Linked DNA regions of Mus musculus: region 1 is linked to region 2. A link is a contact called in public Micro-C data. All regions are on one chromosome and are shown on one strand. Each heading gives the region's core, a stretch centred on a gene start, on an enhancer-like site or on the middle of the called end of the contact. The rest is flanking DNA. Distances are from core to core; before and after follow the strand shown. Region 1 overlaps Dennd5b (DENN/MADD domain containing 5B). Region 2 holds the start of Ipo8 (importin 8).

Region 1 (3,046 bases), core at 90-2,589, 190 kb before region 2:
GCCCTGAAAACATACACAAACAAGTAACATCATACAGACTGAGTAGGTTGTATTTATGTATTTAGAAATACATATACGGACTGAAGAGATGGTTCAGCAGTTAAAAGCAATGACTGCTCTTCCGAAGGTCATGAGTTCAAATCCCAGCAACCACATAGTGGCTCACAACCATCCTTAATGAGATCCAATGCCCTCTTCTGGTGTGTCTGAAGATAGCTACAGTGTACTTAGATATAATAATAAATAAAATCTTAAAATACACACACATCTAATGAAAAAAAAGAGTCCATGATTCTGAAAGAGCAAAATTGTGGGGAGTGGAAGGCACATGGGAGGGTTTAGAGTGAGGAAAGGGAAGGCTGACATGATGTATTTATATTATAATCTCATGGTGCTATACCCCATCAGAACCAGCACTTGGGAGGCAGAAGCATGTGGATCTATGTGAGTTCAAGGCCAGCCAGAGTTACACAAAAGGATTCTGTCTTGAAAAAAAAAAACAACTAAAGTATAAATTCTTACTGTTATTGTCCTAATACTTTGCTAATATTTTTCTACATAGTTGCCCTTGGACCAGAAAGAAGAAAATCTGACTCAGGAGTTATGTTACCAACACTCAGAGTCTCTCTTATTCAAGACATGAGGTATTTGTTACACATGGTAATAAATGTAGCTTTCACCTATATTGCTCAAGTAATAACTATACCTTTTGATTATATATTCTGAAGAAAGTATCATCATAATATAATATTTTTATTTATTTATTTTATATTTATCTTATGAGTATTAGTGTTGACCTGTGGAAGGACACATACATAAACCATGTTGCGGGAAATATTAAAAATGAACCCGCCAACTCTCCTGCTCCTGCTTCTCTCAACCCGCCAACTCTCCGGGAGCAGCTCTCTCCAGCCAGCCCCCATAGCGTCTCTCCAGCCAGCCCCCATAGCGTCTCTCCAGCCAGCCCCCATAGCGTCTGGCTCGCTTGTCCCTGGAGCTACTAGTTCTCTCTACTTTTGGTGGTACCACATTCCAGTAACCAAGTAAAGCAAAATTCTTGAGCCTTATAATTAACCAATCAGATTTATGTATCAATAAATTCTCAGTTTACAAGATGCCAATACAATAATTTCAGAACCAATTGATAACGATAAAAGCTTTATCCCAAATATTCTAATATTCATAACTACCTATGGCTGGTTAAAGGCACGCTGGTTCACATCTGCCTCCATTTTTCCTTCCTTCTCTCTCTTTCTCTCACCCCCACCCCATGCTCTCTTTCCCTGCAACTCTTAGCTCCGCCTCCCTTTTCCCTGTCCAATCACAGGCCTCCTGCTGCCCTAATGTAATTGGACAAGGAAAATCCTGCAACAAAACCATATGCACGCCTGGTGACCCCTAGAGTTCAGACGACGCAGAAGCTGGATCTCCTAGAACCAGAACTAGAGATGGTTGTTAGCTGACTTAGTAGTTAGCTCTTGTTAGTAGGCACTGAGAACCAACTGAGTCTTCTGCAAAAGCAGCAAACACCCTTAGCCAGGGAGCCACCTCTCCAGCCCCAGTCTCTCCAGCCCCAGTCTTACTGTTTTACTGTTGTGCTGTTTTGTTTTGTTCTTTCTGACATTAAATAAAAAGGGAAGGTGGAGCAGAAGAGTTTTCTAAACTACAATGTCTCCTGTTTGGATTTTTGAAAAGTCTCTAAAATGCCTGTTATCTATACATATATAGACCAAAAAACCCTGTAAATAGCAACAGATACTTAGCAGAAAATTGGTCTCAGAAAGATACAGATTTTTGTATGTATGTATGATTGTTTGTTTGTTTGTTTGTTTTTCAAGAAAGGGCTTCTCTGTGTAGCCCTGTCTGTCCTGGAACTCACTCTGTAAACCAAGTTAGCCTCAGAGCTCAAAAGATTGTCCTGTTTCTGCCTCAAGCCACCACTGCCTGGCAAATTGTAGCTTAAAAAAATACAAGTATTAAAATTTAGCATTTTCTACCAGCAGTGGAGGGCCATGCCTTTAGTTCCAGCACTTAGAAGGCAGGGGCAGGTAGATCTCTCAAGTTTAAGGCCAGCCTAGTCTACAGAGCAAATTCCAGAACACAGAGAAGCCCTGCCTTGAAAAATATGTGATTTAGAAAATAATTGTAACACTTCTGACTTTTTGTACCTTTTATGGTGACACATGTCTTTAATCCCAACTCTTGGAGGCAGAAGCAAGCAGATCTCTGAGTTTATTATGACCAGCCTAGTCTACATAATGATGTTCAAAAGAGCCAGAGCTAAACATGTCTCAAAACAAACAAAAAGTCACTGAGTTCTCTTAAAGTTATACTTTGTTGGTATAATTTGTATGTGTGCACGTGTGTGTGCATGTGTGTTCATGTGTATACTCATGTTCGTGTATGCATGTTTGTGTATGTCCATGTGTATTCTTGTTTCTGGGTCATGTGGGACTATGGAGCAAGTTAAGCAAATCCTTGCTAATTTCAGTAATTAACAGATTTTTTTTTTTTTTTTTTGTAAAACATGAGTCTATCTCAGATGGCATGATTGCTCTCCTAGACTACTGTAAAGATAGTGTAGTTCTCTACATATGACTTTCTTTAAGGACAGTTTAAAAATGGGAAAATGTTAAAATTGTATAATTATTTTGGGTCTTTCACCCATCAATGTAACTGGATGCTGCTTGTCATCCATGCAACAGAAAGACATAAGACACATGGGACTCGTGTCATCTTGAGTTTTTATTTTAACTATGATTTATTTGAAGTGGATGCATTGTTTTAAGAAAAAGTATTTCATATAAGTTGTATAAAAACAAGATTATTTAAATGCAAAAACAATGTCTTGCTTGTTGGCTGTGATTTTTTTAGGCATATTCAGAACATGACTGAGATCAAGACTGACGTTGGACGGGCGCGGGCGTGGATAAGGTTGTCCCTGGAAAAGAAGCTCTTGTCGCAGCACCTCAAGCAGCTGCTCTCTAACCAGCCACTGACCAAGTAAGACCCTGCCTTTCAAGACATGCGTTTCTGTGACTTGTGC
Region 2 (3,037 bases), core at 458-2,957:
AGACCAGCCTGGGCTATGAAGAGAGATCTTGTATCAAAAACAGTGAAAAAGGCTTGTAATAATTTTTTGCAACCTACTTTAATAAGAGTTCACCCTCTCCTTTAGCCCACCATCCAGCAGAAGTAGTGGAAGAGAAAAGTTATTAGGGTACGGGGAGAGTGAGCCTGTTCAGCAGTATTTCTTTGTGGGTGAGCTTGATCTTTCTCAGTAGTTCAGTCCTGTAGCAATCACCAAATAAGACTCAGCAGCTGCAGACCAGTTCTCTAGGCAGGCAGACACTAGGCAGGAACCAGAAGCTGTTGTTCAATCCTGAAGAAATTGCCAGGTTCACCAGCAGAAGCTACTAGCTGCTGCAGGAACTTCACAAGCAGTTCTTGGACGAATTTTTCTCAGTGCTGGTGTTACCACAAGTTGAACGCAACAATAGAAGGCTCATAGAGTGTTAGCAAGGCAGAGCAAACCAACGCTCATTGCTTGTTTCCCACTGTCTTTGGGGGTCATATTTATACTCCTTCATCAAGCATCCTTTCACGTGTTTGCTATATCAAGACATCCTTTCACCTGTGTCTGCTAGAGGAAAAACTTTTTTCCTGTGTCTGCTCCAGCAAAATATCCTTTTACCTGTGTCTGCTTTAGCACTGACATCCACCTGTGTGCTCCTGCAAACCATCATTTGACATAACTTTCCAAAGAAACTAGATGTTTCCACTCAAAGGTCTATTAGAGTTGATATCATAAGTAAAGGAAATTGGGGGTGCAGGTAGCAAAGGTAACATTTCAAATTGAAAATGCATTTTTCATTCTGATGGCTGTGTGCATAATGGACTGAAATGGGCATTGCTGGAAGCAATCAGTCATATAGCATACATCCTGTCTCATTTTCTACACTGTTCTTAAATTTAATTGAACCAATACATCGTAATTATATGCTCCTTGGAGGATCACATCTCAGCAGCATTTGCCCACAATCATCTTTACTTTATGTTTTGTATGCTTTGCAGTTGTAGATGGAAACAGCATAACCCTTCTTGCCTTTCACAGTGAAAGTCTGGACATTTTGGGCACTTTTGGTCATATAGTTTCCTTGACTACTGCATTTTTGTGTTTTTACACTCTAAAGAGAAACACACACACACACACACACACACACACACATTTGATTATCTATTAGATTTTGAGTTTTCATACATACAAACCTGCATTAAATTTTATCTTGTTATTATAACATGGTGCCTGTCTGTAAACATTTTTAACAAATGTTCAAAGAATGAATGGCAGGATAAAGGGTGGCGCTCAAACATTAAAGGAAACCTCTTCTGTAAGCTACGTAAGTTCAGGATTCCAGTAAGTTTGTCTTGAAACAGCTCAGTTGTGATGTTCAGAGTTCTCGAACAAAAAGTACCACTCCCTTTAGATATGCCTAATTTGCAACAACTGTAAATAGATGCCAGGCCAATTAACTTACTTTGGTCACACCAGTGGGTGGACAAGCTAGGATTTCCGTACCGCATCATGGCGGCCGTCTGCGGGAGTCTGGTGTTTGGAACAAACTTGAGCGACTTCCTGTAGCAGCACCGCTGTGCAATGAATGCCGGCTCCTGAGACGAGCATCATGGCGTCTCTGGCGGGTGCTGGTCAGTGCAGCACGCCAGGGGAAGAGGCAGCCGTAAAGGAGTCTCCGTTTCCTCTTCCACCTCCCACCGGCTGTCGTAAAAGGTGAATGGAGAGAGAGTTGTCGGGGGGAAGGAGGGAGGACAGGGGGCGCGGAGTCAGAGTGGCGCAGCAAGTAGCTGCAGGCGGTGGTGGCAGCGGCAGGGGGTGGGGGTGAGGTGGTCCCCTGAGGTAGAGGGGGCCAAAAAGGGCCAGGAGACATCCCGGCTGCAACCCGGCCTGCTGGCTCTGGGACCCGAGCTCCCGCCCGCGGACATGGACCTCAATCGGATCATCCAGGCGCTGAAGGGCACTATCGACCCAAAGCTGAGAATTGCAGCTGAGACGGAGCTTAACCAGGTGAGCGAGGGGCTGCCCCTCTTTCTCTTTTTCCTACTCTTCTCCCTTCTCTCCCTCTCTCCTCCAACCCCAGCCTGAGACCAGGACCCCTGCGGAGCAACTGGAGCACCTGTTGGCTATCTGTCCTTTTCTTGGTGCACTTGCTCAGTTCTCTTGGACACATAGCACAAAGAAGCTACGAAACCATTGATAGTGGTCTTTGGGTGTGTTTTCTTTTCCTTTAATGCGCTTACGTGGAGACGCGGTGGGAAAATTCACCAAAGCTAAGCTAGCTTTTCTCCGGACCCGCCCTTTTCAGGTGTTGCTGTCGGAAACCCTGCCCCTCGCCTGCTTCTGGCGGTGGCAGTGTGGATCATGGCACAGTATTGCTGGAGCGCTGGGCAGCACTGTCCGAGAGAGTTCTAGGAAGGGCACGCGGTTTCCCCGTACCATTTCAAAGACTGGGCCGGCCAGTAATACAATATTTGAGGCATTTCTTTGGAATACTGAAATGTGTGTGACTTTGCTTTAGCTGCTTTCCATTTTTCTAAGCAGTCTAGACATTCATTGTTCCAGTGTTACTCTCGTCTTTTTTTTTTTTTTTTTTTTTTTTTTTTGTCCATACCATACTTCTCCCTCCTCCTCCTTTTTTTTCTTCCTTTCATTTCAGAGACAGGGTCTCACTGTGTAGTTCTGGTTAACCTGGAATTCTGTGTTAAACAGGCTGGTTTGGAACTCATAAATCTGCCTGTTGCTTCTGCCTCTGCCTCTAGTCTGCTGGGTTTAAAGGTGTGTGTTACCACATCTGGCCCAACCTTTCAGAATTGTAATATCACAAGCTCTGGTTCTGCTCATGTAAGAGGGACTATCATCCTCTTACTAAAATGTACAAATTAAAATTTCCTTACATGGCTTGACAATTGAGCTTGCTACAAGTGTGAAGGGATATTCCTTAATTAGTGGATCTTGAGGGGTTGCTAAGACCAGTGGCCTATGCTTCTCTGAAAACGGTTGGGTATGCAAATTATGGGCTTCATCCCTGATGTAA

The links. Hi-C and Micro-C count contacts between places; a contact is called where the count stands out from the background.
Region 1: a contact with region 2 is called in a Micro-C map of embryonic stem cells, with 4 times the contacts expected there. The contact joins the enhancer-like site here to the promoter of Ipo8 in region 2. A contact is called at or near these places in 3 of 39 promoter capture datasets (embryonic stem cells, liver and pre-B cells), 2 of 484 Hi-C or Micro-C datasets (embryonic stem cells and nephron progenitors), 1 of 115 datasets of contacts at active chromatin or transcription factors (embryonic stem cells) and 3 of 9 other capture datasets (adipose tissue, liver and pancreatic islet).

What each region holds. Positions count from the first base shown.
Region 1 is chr6:149,016,939-149,019,984 of GRCm38.p6, reverse strand. Dennd5b (DENN/MADD domain containing 5B) reads left to right here. Exons shown (of 21, transcript NM_177192.3): 12 at 563-644; 13 at 2,875-3,003. Among named protein-coding and RNA genes, the nearest start is that of Gm25539, 51 kb to the right of the region's middle. Within about 2 kb of position 1,339, at least 7 of the 459 cell types and tissues checked have an H3K27ac peak or open chromatin away from gene starts, as enhancers often do. A contact at or near this core is called in embryonic stem cells, where this site is marked.
Region 2 is chr6:148,830,137-148,833,173 of GRCm38.p6, reverse strand. Ipo8 (importin 8) reads left to right here and starts at 1,707. Exons shown (of 25, transcript NM_001081113.1): 1 at 1,707-2,010. The coding sequence starts at 1,927. 2610017A05Rik (a long non-coding RNA gene) reads right to left here and starts at 1,554. Exons shown (of 2, transcript XR_869626.1): 1 at 1,466-1,554; 2 at 60-309.